Linked DNA regions of Mus musculus: region 1 is linked to region 2. Evidence: chromatin contacts called from public Hi-C data. All regions are on one chromosome and are shown on one strand. The core of a region is the stretch at or near the end of the contact, and the rest is flanking DNA. Distances in the headings are between cores, read along the strand shown. Region 1 holds the start of Mad2l1 (MAD2 mitotic arrest deficient-like 1). Region 2 holds the start of Nt5c3 (5'-nucleotidase, cytosolic III).

Region 1 (7,607 bases), core at 1,896-4,395, 9.6 Mb before region 2:
ACTTCCTATAGATTGAAGACTTCAGAAACAAACTGCTCTTCATTACAGTACCTTCCAGAAGCACATGCTTAGCATGATAGGCATTTCTGATGTAGAGTGCTTGCAATCTTTAGTTTACAAAGTTCACGGCAATAGGGGAAGTACAGTAGAGCTTCATCTAAATTAGGAATGAGTCTAGGATCATCTCCTGTACGTTTAAGCCAGTGATTACATGGCCCACATATATTATATTGTGAGAGGTTCAGGTATAACCACAAACACGAAGGCCTAATCTCATGGGGTTTTCCCAAAGGCAGTATGCTGAAAGTATCTTATCTACACAATCCCTGACAGGCTATGAGGAACTCAGAAATCCCTCACAGCTGGGCGAGGCGGAGCACGCCTTTAATTCTAGCACTCGGGAGGCAGAGGCAGGCAGATTTCTGAGTTCAAGGCCAGCCTGGTCTACAAAGTGAGTTCCAGGACAGTCAGGGCTATACAGAGAAACCCTGTCTCGAAATACCAAAAAAAAAAAAAAAAAAAAAAAAAAGAAATCCCTCACAAGCTAACAAAAGAACAAAAGTATCTTTAAAAACATACCATAGACAGTAACTGTAAGAAATCAGTTCAATACAATGTGAACTCATGCAACAACATAAAAACAAATTAAGGTAGGAATAACTCAGCTCATACTTACCCTTCCTCTTTTGCAGTTTTGTCACACTCAATATCAAACTGCCATCTTTCAAGGACTTCACCACTTTCAATATTTGAGATGACCACCACCAGTTTCTGAACTGAGCACTTGTACAGCCACTCTGCAACACACAAGGCAGCGCTCAGACTCTAGCCTATGACAGAGACTCTCTTCCAAAGACCCACTCTCGGCCTTACAGAACTCTCACAATTGAACTTCCTTTCTTGCATAAGGAAGACAATTCTCCACTAATAATTTAGCTGAGTTTTAAATTCTCCATATTACTAATAGGCAGAAGGCAGAGCATCAGAACCGTGAACCTGTACTTTCTCTGCAATTCCCAGTGAGAGCATATGACATATACTCATCTAACCACCGCCAGTCACATCTGTGGTGGCTGGTCACAACAGAGACACTATAAGAGCATAAAAAATCGGACTACTCTGGTAGGTGAGGGAAAGATTAGTTTTTACACTAACTGTACAAAGGAGAGGCAAATACAGGTTTTAAATGGGAAGGGCATGCATGCACGCCTGCACACACACACACACACACACACACACACACATGTATATACATGCATACATGGGCAGACTAATTGAAAAGTAAATTCTTTTCAATAAAGTAAATAAATTACATAATTATGAAAAGTCAAGATGCTATGTCATATAAAATCTTACAAGTTAAATTAATGAAACTGTACTTTTAAGAATCAGGAAAGCCACAACTGTGTTTTGGACAGAGTGACCAATTAGCCTTGTGTTTCTAAACTATCATCCTTGCAAGTAAGTGAGCTGCAGGGGGTAAAAGGATCCACAGATACCAGAATTCAAAGCAGATCTTATGCTTAAAAGCCCTGCCGTTTTTGCCTGTGAATTCATATCCAACCTGCACAAGTGTTGATGAATACTCTACTATGGATACAAATAGCAAGGCATGTTTAGAAGTCTGGCCTTAAACTGGACACAGTGGCAAATGCCTTTAGTCCCAGAACTTGGGAGTAGAGCCAGGCTGATCTTTGTGAGTTCAACGATAGCCGGGTCTACATAGCATGTTCAAGGACAGCCAGAGCTACATAAAGAGACCTGTCTCAAAAGCAAAGCAAAACAAAACGGCCTTAAAGACAGATGCCAAGCTAACCATGTTCAGGTGGCCACCAAAAGGCCATTTTAATACTGAAGTTAACAAAAAAAGCAATAAACACTGTTAATGAATTTACAATTAAAACAAACTACAACACCCTTTCACGTACAATAAAACTCAAAGAGAAAAAAAGGCAGTTGCAATGCTTTTAGAATTGGTATTTTGTATGATTTCATTGGGAGCTACAAAGCAAAACACAGAATGGCGAAATCCTTTTAATCGGGTAAAATTTCCAATTTGCTGCAACTGGTTAACCTACAAAACCCACTCTTAAAGCAGCTTAAAGATTCCTAACATCAAGACATTCAGCCTACTTAAAAAGAGGTGGGGATTCCCTCCATTGCTTGCTTCCTCCCAGTTGAGAATGACATTTGAGAAGGCATGTTGCTTTAAGTTACTTGGGACACAAACCTGTAAGATCACACACTGAAAACGTGATTACCTTTTAGCTGTTCCACCACATTATTGAGATACTTTATGAGCTCGGGGTCAGTAGTTGTAAGCAAGGTGAGTCCATATTTCTGCACTCTAGTAAAGGTTTCCGACGGATAAATGCCACGCTGATACAAAATGCTGTTGATGCCAAATGCTGAAAACGAAAGAAATAAAGCCGTAACCGTGTAATAACGTTTAAGTCTCCCAGAAAGCAGAGTAGGCACAAAAAGACACGGAAAACCTTTAACCCAGCAATGTCCAACTTCGCAGGTTTGCTAAGTGTAAATACAGAGCATGTGGTCAGAGGATGTCAACACAGACCCCAGCTTTCAGAGAGCGAGTAAGATGATGACCCAGGTCAGCCCCGTTAGGTTCCAGGAGGCCCAGGCCTGCGCTGGGTGGTGCAGCGTTCCCCGCCCCCGGGAGGATCCGTGGTTCCGTCCTAGCGCGCGTCCTAAGGCCCGGCTCAGCCTCAGCTCTCTCTGGCGGCGGGGGCTGCGCTCAGCACTCACAGAAAAACTCGGCCACGATTTCTGCGCTCCCACGCAGGGTGATGCCTTGCTCTCGGGCGAGCTGCTGTGCCATCACTAGATCGAACGGAGAACACTACCAACCTCACCGCAGACGGCGCCCTAATGGCTTCTAAGCTATTCCCCGCCACCCGGTTCAAAAATAACTACGCAGCCCGCCGGTTGCTCGGTGCGCAGGCGTAATGAGCCCTAAGCCCCACCTACGTCGCCAGTTTCCGGCTGGCTTTGTAACTCCGAATCCCTCCCTAAGGCCGCCTCAGGCTTCCGTTTTGTTCCCTAAGCCCCTCCCACATTAGAGAGCCGGGTCTCTTCAACATTCCGCTCCACATCGGCTCTTCCGCCCTATGCCCAGTTGCACCACGGGTTAAAGCCCCGCCCAAAGCGACTTGTATCCGGCCCTGGCTCCGCCCTCGCTGGCTGACCGAATGAGCAAGCGCAGAGTGGTTGGGGCGTCTTGTTCCAGGTCCTGGTGACCTACAAGGTCCGTACTGTGCAGGACCTCGGATGAGGTGACCTAGAAGCGGCCCAGAGATGGTCCTGAGATTACCTGCCTGTCAAACCCGTGGTCTGAGCATCCCTGAAGCATGGTCTCAGCTTCGAGGATAGTTTCAAGTCTGGGAGAACCTGGTTTTTGGTTTTGTTAAATATGATGAAGGGAACTAGGTGGGACAGAAGCTTAATGATGCTTGTCACCAAGTAGAGAAGCGAACCCCTGCAAATTGTGTACACACACACACACTAATAATCATTTAGTAATGTCTTTATTTTTCTATACTACATAGATTTTATAAGTCCACAAAGGATTTAAATGATAGAGACACTTGATTTCCTTTTTTTTTTTTTTTTTTTTTTTTTTTTTGCAATTAGCTTGCTTTTAAGTTTTTAGTCATATGTACTTTCTTTTTGATCGTTTAAGGCCTATACCAGAGCATGTACGATTACATATGGGATTCATGCTACAGTTTTAATATTGTACAGTAGTATTGTGTCCAGGAGATGGCACATCTTCCAACTATGCTAAATGGTTCTAACTCTGGTACTCAGACTGCATTTTGAAACCAGTTGACTATTAGAGATACTATCATATGCAGGTTTAAGAAGATGGCTCAGTGGGTAAGAGTGACTGCTGTTCCGAAGGTCCTGAGTTCAAATTCCAGCAATCACATGGTGGCTCACAACCATCTGTAATGAGATCTGACGCCCTCTTCTGGTGTGTCTGAAGACAGCTACAGTGTACTTATATATAATAATAATAATAATAATAATAATAATAATAATAATAAATAAATCTTTGAAGAAGAAGAAGAAAGAACAAGGAGAAGAAAGAAGAAGGTTTAGAGCCTGAACTAAACAGATGCCAGGGAAGTTGTATAAACAATACATCAGAGAAAGAAACTGTGACATATGAGGAGGAAAGAAATGGTGGTATAGATAAAAGTGAGGTACTAGCTCTTTCTTACCAAACGGTGGTTGGACTTAATCTAATTTATTTCAGAAACATTAAAAGATCTGGAATCTTTGATGGTTGATTTCTTTCCTATTTCCTTTTGACTGCGTGGTTTAACATTACCTCTCTCCCCATTTATTAAAAGCAATACTATAAAATACTTGAAAAATTCTCAGTTTCTCATATTTACTTTGACTCACAATTTTGTAGACTCTTGCTGTGTATTATTTAGGGTAAGAATGTTTGAACAGGGAGGAATAGAAATTGACCCCCCCCCTTGGTATTAAAATAAGTATTTTTTTTTTCTAAATCTAGAAGCACATAAAGTTTGAGGCTGAAGAAATCCATTAATGACTTAATCAAATTATAGTATAGTAGATCTAGAGTGGTTGCACAGTTAATTCAAGATCCAGTTTTTAGTTAGTGGCAGATTTATTAGAGAATGTATACTCCCTAGTTTAGTCTCCTTTTATAGCATATTTGTTTGAAAAATGCAAATGAGATTCCTTATTGTTGTGGTTATGATTTGAGAAAAAGTTTACTTGATTTGGGCTAAAAACATTTACTTATTAACTAATAACACACACAACTTGTCAAGAAATTTTGCAGTAATAAACCATAAAGAATTTTGTGTGGATACACATTTAATCCCAGATACCAGAAGAGGGCAGTGTTTAACCACACAATGCAACCTTTGAAAAACAATGCAAATGAAGGCTTCAGTGCACCAAGGGAGAAAAAACAGAGATTAATAGTTTCTAGGCATTTGTGTGTTGATAGTGAACCGCAGAATGACATGTTGAATTGTAATATACTGCGGATTTATATTCTCTTTAGAATTTAAAATATGTGCATCATACGTATTGGAAATATATATAAATAAGGGTCTTGAAACTAAGCGGTTTATTTTAAATATCATAGAAAAATTTTAATCTGCTAATTTTTTCTTAAAAATAGTATTTTTACACACTAGAAATGTTATTATATGGGCTTAAGTATTTTTTTAATTTTTTTGTCACAAAACTTAGTGTTACTTGGTTTCTTTTTTTGTATTATTCTTGCAGTAGGCTTTTATGTATGCCATGCTGGCATCAAGTTTTTTACGTAGCCAATTATAGCCAGTATTTCTTAGCTTTCTGCTTCCACCAACGGAATGCTAAAATAACAAGTATATATCATCCTGCCATATTTATTCAGTGCTGGGAATTAAGACCAGGACTTCTTCAAAAAGTACTCTACCAACTGAGCTACCTTTTAACCCCATAGTTTTGTCTTACATTGAGTAATTTTCATTTTATGTGAAGAATTAGAATTAAGTCAATCATTTCTTAGGGCTTACTTAGTATGCGTAATGGGTACACATATATTACATGTCTTTAATGATTAAATTGTCAAGTGTAAATCTCTTAAAGTCCTATTCTCATTCCTCATACTTCCTTCCTAAGAATTCCTTGCTGTTGGCTCAGGTGCTGAACAAGAAAACATACATTTTAGCCGGGCATGGTGGCGCACGCCTTTAACCCCAGCACTTGAGAGGCAGAGGCAGGTAGATTTCTGGGTTCGAGGCCAGCCTGGTCTACAAAGTGAGTTCCAGGACAGCCAGGGCTATACAGAGGAACCTTGTCTCGAAAAACAACAACAACAAAAAACAAACAAAAAAAGAAAACATACAGTTTAATGATGACATTTAATTAATTTGCAGTGGCTTTTAAGGTTTTATTTTTATTATTATTTATGTGCACGTGTGGGCTTGTGCATGTGAGTGAAATGTCTGTGTAGGCCAGAGAGGGCGTCATATCCTTTGGAGTTGGAGTTACAGGCCATGGTGAGCCAAAGGCCTTGGGTGCTGGGAACCGGACTCAGGTTGTCTGGAAGAGCAGCTAGCGCTGGTCATCACTAAGCCATCCCTCCAGACCAGAAATGGCTTTGAAAAGTCAGCATTCCATTCTGGTACAGTTTATAATTTTAGTGATCTAATTGTATACATGGTTATTTTTTTAGTAAAACTAAAGTACTAAATATTATTGAAAACTAATATAAATTTTTACAATAAAAATAGGTAGCATATTATTAGAAAACATTACCATGTTTTGTTATTTGTTATTCATATGGCATTTAGTGCAATTTTATCATGTTGGTGATGATTACATTGCATTTTTTATATTTATTTGTTTTGTGGGGTGAGGGGCTGTGTGCATGTGTGGTGGTCAGATGACAATTTGTAGGACTCAGTTCTCTCCTTCTACCATGTGGGTTCTGGGTTTGGAACTCAGGCTGTCAGACTGGACATTCATTGAGCCATCTTGCCAACCTTACCTAGTATTTTATGCGTATTTAATCGTTGGTGAGGGAAAAGTGAACACACATACATACATTTAGAATATATTATATAGAATACAGGTGCATATATTTAAAAATGCAAATGAAACTTATTGTGATGGATTAAATAGGAATGACCCCACAGGCTCACATATTTGAGTGACCAGTCTTGAGGGCGTGGTACTAGCTGAGAGGGCTTACTTGCTAGGTAACTAAGTAGTCTGAATAAAAGCAATCCCCATAAGCTCCTGTATTTCAATGCTTAAACGTCAGGGAGTGCCACTGCTTAGGAGGGTTGGGAGGTGTGGCCTTGTTAGAGGAAGTGTGTTTCAGGGGATGAAACTTCAGAAGCTTAATCCAGGCCCAGTTGGTTCTCTCTGTCTGCCTCTGTCTCTGTCTCTCTCTCAGACTCTAGTACAGATACATCACACAGTATCTAGCATTTGCATGTTAATAACTATACTGTGACTTGTGTGTACCCTTCATTGAGTTCTTAAATATTGGTTTAATTAATTTTGGAGAATGATATAAAGTCTGATACTTATTTTCTTAGTTGGTATTGTGGTTTAGGTACAAAGTGTCTTGAAGGTTCATGTGTTCAAAGCTTGCTCCCCGGCCGGTGGCTCTATCAAATGGTGGGTGTGTCACAAGGAGTCTGATTTTACTAACACATTAATTGGTTATTATGTTCACAGTTGATGGGATATTAGCAAGTAGTGCAAGCTTTAGGAGGTGGGGCACAGTTGCAGTCATAGGTTGCTGTGGGTGCCTTCGAAGGATAATGCACTTGTTTTCCCCTCTCCTGCCTATTGTTCTGTCTGTCCATCATGGTACCAGCTGTTCCGCATGACCTCGTGCTCCTCATGCTCAGCCTTGCCTAGGCTCAAAGTACTGACCTGAAACCTTTAACCCGTGAGCCAACGCAAATACTCCTTCCTTTAAGCGGGCATTTTCTCAGATATTTGTTAGAACAGTGAATGTCTGACTAGCATATGTTAATTTAATTATGTGTTTTGTCATTGAAGGATTTTTTTTAAAAGGTAGAAATTGGAAAGTA
Region 2 (6,834 bases), core at 3,534-6,033:
AGTGACATAAAGTTGGAAGGGAAGGTTTTGGAGAAAATAGAAGACCAATTAGATGGAAGGGAATCCCATCTATAAGATCCAACTATATATTGTATGCAAGAAACACACCTCCCTGGTAAAGATATGGCAAACTCAGAGTCAGCAGACTGACAACAGTCTTCTAAACAAATAGAAACCGAAACCAAGTAGTATACCTATATAGGTATCTGATAAAATATGTTTCAAAGCAAAATTAATGAGAAAAAGTAAAGGTGTCTTAGCTACTTTATTTTTAATCCTGTGATAAGACACCATGACAAGGCAACTTAGAAGAAAGAGTTTATTGGCCTTATTGTTTCAGAGGGTAAGTTTATAACATCATGACAGGAAACATGGCAATAGGCAGACAGGTATGACACTGGAGCAGTAGCTGAGAGCTTACATCCTGATCTATAGGCAGGAGGCAGAGAGAACTAACTGGAGATGGAACAAATCTTTTGAAACTTCAAAGCCTGACCCCAGTGATATACTTCCTCCAACAAGGCCACACTTCTGAATCTTTCCCAAGTAATTCAACAAACTGGGGGCCAAATATTAAAATACATGAGTCTATGAGAGCCATTTTCATTCAAACATCTACAGAATATGTATCATTTACTTTTCTACTACTGTGAAAAAATACTATGGACAAAAGCAACTTAAAGAAAGAAGAGTTTATACTTGATTATGGTTCCAGTAGAATAAGAGTCCTCATGGCAGGGAGACATGGCAGCAATCAGCAGGCCTGGTAGCCTCAGGAAACTGAGAGATCATCTTCTCAACTGCAAACATGAAGTAGAGAGCATGAATGGAATTATGGCCAGTTACACACTTCCTCCAATAAGGCTGAACCTCCAAAAGGTTCCACAACTTCCCCAAACAGTACACCAACTGGGGACCAAATGTTAAAATACAGGTGCCTGTGGAAGATTTTTTCCACTCAAACCACCCCACAAGGCTACTACATATTAAGTTTTAAAAAGCAGTTCATCAAGAATAATAACAGTTGTAAATAAATACATCAATATCGAGACATAATTTCATTTTAAAACTAATGGTTTTGAAGGTTATGATAGGTCCTGATATCATAATACTGGATAATTTCAATACCATATACTAATCCCTATATGGGTCATTCAACAAGCAAAAATTAATGGAGAAATCGGGGTTAAATTATACCATAGATCAAGTGGACATGATGGATATATACAGAATTTCACATCCAACATATATACAGAATACATATTCTTGTTAGTAGCTACTGGAATCATATCTAAAGTAGAACACATTATATAGGTCATAAGGTAAATAGGTAATGGGTCATAAGGTAAAATTGTCAAAGATTCAAAGTAATCTCTTGTATTTGATGATGTAATTGCACAATAAAACCAGAAATCACTTGAAAACAACTACAGAAACTAAGCAAATGTATGGAGTCAGAATTACACATTGTTGAATGTCCAGTGTGTCTTTGAAGAAATCATGGAGGACATCTAAAAGTTTCTTGAATCCCATAAAAATTAAACCACTACTTGTCAAAATACTTGGGATATGAAATTAGCTCTATGAGGAAAGTTTATAGCAATAATAAATAAAATAATAAAATAAAAAAGCTCTCAAGTAATATAGTCATGTACCTTAAAATCCTTGAAAATCAAGTGCAAGCAAAAACCCTAAAAGTGGTAGAGAGCAAAAAGAATAACAAAGATTAGGGCAGAAATTAATGATACATAGACAAATGTATTCTTTTGCACTATAAACAAATTTAACAACCCCTATTCATACTAACCAAATAAAAGAGAAAAGACCCAGATCAATACAATTAGAGATGAAAACAGGAGGTTACTACGGAGCTCAGAAATCAATCTAGAGGTTTCTCAGAAAATTGGAAACAGATATAGCAATCCTGGGCATATACCTAAAAGATGCCCCACCATGCCACAAGAGCATGTGTTCCGCTGTTTATAGCAGCCTTATTTCTGATAGCCAGAAGCTGGAAACAACCCAGATGTCCCACAACAGGAGAATGGATACAGAAAATGTGGTTCATTTACACAATGGAATACTATTAAGCTATTAAGAACATCCTGAGTTTTGCAGGCAAATGAATAGAACTAGAAAATATCATCCTGAGTAAGGTAACTCAGACCCAAAAGCACATGCATGGTATGTAGTCACTAATAAGTGGATATTAGCCCAAAAAGTACTACATACCAAGGATACAATCCACAGAACTCAAAAAGGTTAACAAGCTGAAGGGCCCAAGTGAGGATGCTTCAAACCCACTTGGGAGGAAAAAGAAAGCAATCATGGGAAGGAACTGGGTGGGAGAGGCGAGGAGGGGAAAAAGAATATGATCAGTACTGGAGGGAACAGAAATGAAGCCCTGAGGGTCAACAGAATGAAAGGAAACAGTCAACCTTGGGAGGTAGGAGGTGGGAGGACCCTTTGGAATGTACCAGAGACCTGGGAGATGATAGTCTCTCAGAACTCAAAGAGAGGGACCTTAGATGAAATACCCAACAATGAGGAAATGGAGAGATGAAGGGATGTTGTTGCCATCCCACAGTCAAAAGCTCTGACCCAGAATTATTACTATCTAAAAGAACTACAGAGATAAAGGTAGAAAGGAGGTCCAGTGACTGGCCCAAATTGGGATCCATCTCAAGGGGAGGCTCCAAGACCTGACACTATAACTGATGCTATGGTGTGCATAGCTGTCCTCTGAGAAGCCCAACCAGCAGCTGACCAAGACAGATGCAGATACTTACACCCAAACATTGCACTGAAGTCTGAAACTCCTGTGGTTGAATTAGAGAAAGGCTAGAAGAAGCTGAAGAGGAGGGCAACCCCATAGGAAAGCTATAGATATAGATATATAGGTACATTTTTAGAGTGCTTTGCAAGGGCCCCAGGGATAGGACAGAGAACATATGACACAGAGAAAAACAATCCTTAGCTTTAATTATGATGACAATCAAGCCATATCACCTCAAAGTATGATTAAAGGAGATCAGACTATGCCATAGGGAAACAGGCTACTTTGGTACAACAATTATTTTGATCTGAAAGATGCTGAGAACTATTCAAAGCAGGGAAAGCTCTTTGAAGAATTTCCCTTAAATTCGATAGTCGTTTGTGTGAGAATGCCCCCCCTAGGCTCATACATTTGAGCATATGATCTCCAGTTGGTGGTGCTGTTTCAGGAGCTTTAGAGGTGCAGCCTTCTTCGAGGAAGCATGTCTCTGGAGCTTTGCTTTAAGGGTTTGAAGACTGTCCCACTTCGTTTGCTCTCTGTACTTTGTGCTTATAGTTGAGATGAAAGATGTACCTCTGTTACCATGCCAGCAGCCTGCTGCCACCTGCTGCCATGCTGACCCCACCATTATGGATTCTTGTAAATTCTTTCTTTCTTCTATAAGGGGTCTTGGTCATGGTGTTTTATCACAGCCACAGAAAATTAATACAAATTCCTTATAATTTTAAACATCTCTAGTGTAGAAGAAATACACATTTAAACAGAGAGAGAGAGACAGAAACAGAGAGAGACAGAGACAGAGATTGTTGAGATTGTCATTAGTAAATGTATCAGGTCAAGAGCTTCTCCAAACAGAATTGTTGAACTTGAGGGTTGGTAATAGGCACCCTATCGCTGAGCTCACACCTTTATCCCCTGGAAAGATTTTCATCTGCACAAGGCAACCTTTAGTCACCATACATTTCCCCTCCTGCAGACTCCAACTTGCTCAAGAATGTCAAATATAATACATATTCCTTTCAGTAATTTAGGTGGTATATTTCAGCCTCAATTTTTGGCCATTTCGTTAAGGCTTTGACCCATGGCCCTGGTTAATCAGCCACTGTACTCCGAGCAATCCTCCTGCCTGAGGATCCTACATGCAGGAATCAGAAGCATGCTCCATCATGACCAGCTTGAGTCTCATATTTCTGTGGAACTTCTGTTTGCACAATGAATTGTTCTACTCAAGATAATGTCTATGTCAATTTGCTTTAGACCAGCTAATAAAAACCTAAAACAGAAAAATAATTCTTTCTCTCCCACGGCTTTTCATTCTTAACTTCCTTCGGTTGCATATATCAGGCAGAGAGAGACAGTCTCGCCAAGCAGCAGCCCAAACCTCACAGAATCGGGGGCGACTCTCCTGAGATTCTCTCTTGCACCTCATCACACCCCACCCACTCAGCGAGAAGCAGAGTAAACTACATGAATCCCTTGAAATATACTAAGCAAGAGAGAACAACGTTAAGTTTCTCTGCACACGCTCCTAAGGAAAGTAAGCTAAAGTTGTAGGTAGACTGTGACTGAAAAGCCCAACAGCTGACAGATCTCCCAAAAACGACTATATCTAGGCCTTCCAACCCAGGATGCTACTGCGCAGGTCAGACGCAGCGCCGCTGAGCCTGCTGGGTGTCGTAGTCCATGAAGGCTAGGACGAGGCACAGTTTCTGAGTGGGTGGCGGGTGAATTTTCTCACACTGGGGCAAGACTTTGTTTTCTCGATGTTTCTGGTGCGATCTTACTGTGGACTATAGGCACAGCATAGCATCCGGGTCACCAGGATTCTGGGTTACAGATGCACTACTTGCATTTAGTAGCTAATTACAGTTGTTTCCTTCCGGGTCCTTGCGGCGTTTCCTGAAGTCAGGGTCAGAGGAAGTCCCGCCCCCACTATAAGGGCGGGATTCCGGACGCGGACCTCTTAGTCTCCGCCCCGTCGTCCCCGCCCCTCACCTCTTCTGGGCGGGGCCTCCTCGGTTTCCCCCGCGCGGGGCGGGGCTCCGGGGAAGTGTGCGGCTTGCGGCCGCGCCCCTGGGCTCGTACCCGCGGATCCCGGGCTTCCGCGCCGAGAGCACGCGGGCCTGTCAATGGACCGCGCGGCCGTGGCGCGAGTGGGCGCGGTGGCGAGCGCCAGTGTGTGCGCGGTGGTAGCAGGCGTGGTGCTGGCCCAGTACATATTCACCTTGAAGAGAAAAACGGGCCGCAAGACCAAGATCATCGAAATGGTGAGTGCGGGAGCATCGGCTCGCGCGCGAGCAGCCCAAGTGGCGTGGGCCGGCCGCGGCCCTGCGAGGGCAGCCTGCACGCGTGCTGATGCTTGACAGCGTTTGTTTCAAAGAGTGGAGAGAATAGATGCTCGGAGATAACTACCTCTTGCTGCAAAACCCGTTTCTCCAGAGCTAATCTCCAGTTGGCAACCGCCTCCAAGACGTGCAGCTAATCCGATAGTCTCTTGTCCAGGAGTCGGTTGGTTGGTTGGTTGGTTGGTTGGTTTGTTTGTTTGTTTTACATCATCGGGGCTGCCTTGGCTTACGTTATGAAAAGAGCATTTTCAGTGTTTTTTTAGAAATGCCAATATTGAAACAGCTCGATTATTTGAATGTTCTTCCTTGTTTTATGTTCCAAGAAGTATTCATGTGTCAGTCCCCCAAAACTCTTTCCTAAATCCTAGAAATGTACTTTTAAGAGTTAATTGCAGTCTCGTTTAAATTGTTTGTCTCAAGAATTCCATTTGAGGTTTGTTTTAAGGCGATTTGTTGATCCCAGAATGTCTGTTTCATTTAGGGTTGTTTTGATGTTACTGTTGTTCCATCTGACTTGAGCATGCATGGTGAGTGTGACTTACTTACTGGAGTACAAGTGAGCATCCAGAACTAAAATATAAAGTTGAGAAACTATTTCTATTGAAACTAATATTTTAAGTGAATTCCTTTATTCCTGGGTTATTTTCTTTATATACCTCTGGTTGCAAACATTTTGTGTGAGAAGTTTTGCCTCCCTCCCTGTCTAGCGAATTTACATGGCTTTATTTTGTTCCATACTCAAATTTTATAATTTTCCATCAGTGGGAAAAAGCTGATTTCGCTGTCTTTCTCTATGTACTTAAACAGTGGGCTGATTTTTCCACGAAATCTTAAGGAAGAGTTTTACTTTCATTGTATAAAGTACTAAGGGACCAATAATGCCAAATATTTTTTGTTTGTACTGTACAAGTCAGTCTTTATATGCATTGTTTTAAACTATGCGTCAGACCCCCTAATAGTTTTTCAGTAGAAGATGTAAAAGAGTTTAATATTTTTACTTTTATAGTTTTAGCTGATTGTTCCTTTAGATGGGAGAAATATTTGGATGACCTGAAATATATATTCCGGCCCTTGTTCTCTCTCTTTATAAGTCATGTTTGGGGAGTCCTCTGTACCTGTCTCCACCCTCTTCCTTCATAGAATGTGTACAAACCCAAGGATACCCACTGAACATTGCTGTTCTGATCACAGATGGTATATAACTACCTAACCAAGGTAGGCTAGGAAAAAATGACACCAGTTGCGTTCTGGGTGATGGTGTTTCTCTTGCCTCAGCCATCTCAGTGCAAGATTACATTCCTGAGTTACCCTGGCCATCAGGACATTTTTAATTGAAAGGCATTAGGGATTTGCTAGTGAGCTATGCATGCCATAGTGGAAATGTCCAGTAATGTGGCAAACTAGATTCCCAGAGAAAACCAATCAAAAGGTACACTAGAAGTATTCAGAGAGATAAGACAAGCCATTTAGTGAAGTTGGCTGGCACTTTACAATTTAATTATCCTGGTGTGTACTCCCTGAATCTGTTTTAACGTCTACCCGTACTTACACACATGGTCTATACTGGTATAGACCCCAGGGCTTTACACCTGCTAGACAACCATACCTGCTTCGTCAGTGCCCTCCTAGCCCATCCCCTTTTAAGGCAAGGTCTTTCTGTAGTGAGAAATCTGGAGTTCTGGCTTCTTTAAAAAACATAGAAATACTATAAAA

What was found. A called contact is a pair of places that touch in the nucleus more often than the background predicts.
Region 1: a contact with region 2 is called in a Hi-C map of rod photoreceptor, with 10 times the contacts expected there. The contact joins the promoter of Mad2l1 here to the promoter of Nt5c3 in region 2. A contact is called at or near these places in 1 of 39 promoter capture datasets (pre-B cells) and 1 of 484 Hi-C or Micro-C datasets (rod photoreceptor).

What each region holds. Positions count from the first base shown.
Region 1 is chr6:66,530,759-66,538,365 of GRCm38.p6, reverse strand. It overlaps Mad2l1 (MAD2 mitotic arrest deficient-like 1), which reads right to left and starts at 3,145. Exons shown (of 6, transcript NM_001355624.1): 1 at 2,767-3,145; 2 at 2,262-2,408; 3 at 677-797. The coding sequence starts at 2,839.
Region 2 is chr6:56,921,881-56,928,714 of GRCm38.p6, reverse strand. Nt5c3 (5'-nucleotidase, cytosolic III) reads left to right here and starts at 4,783. Exons shown (of 9, transcript NM_026004.3): 1 at 4,783-5,043. The coding sequence starts at 4,906. It also overlaps a transcript of Vmn1r4 not described here.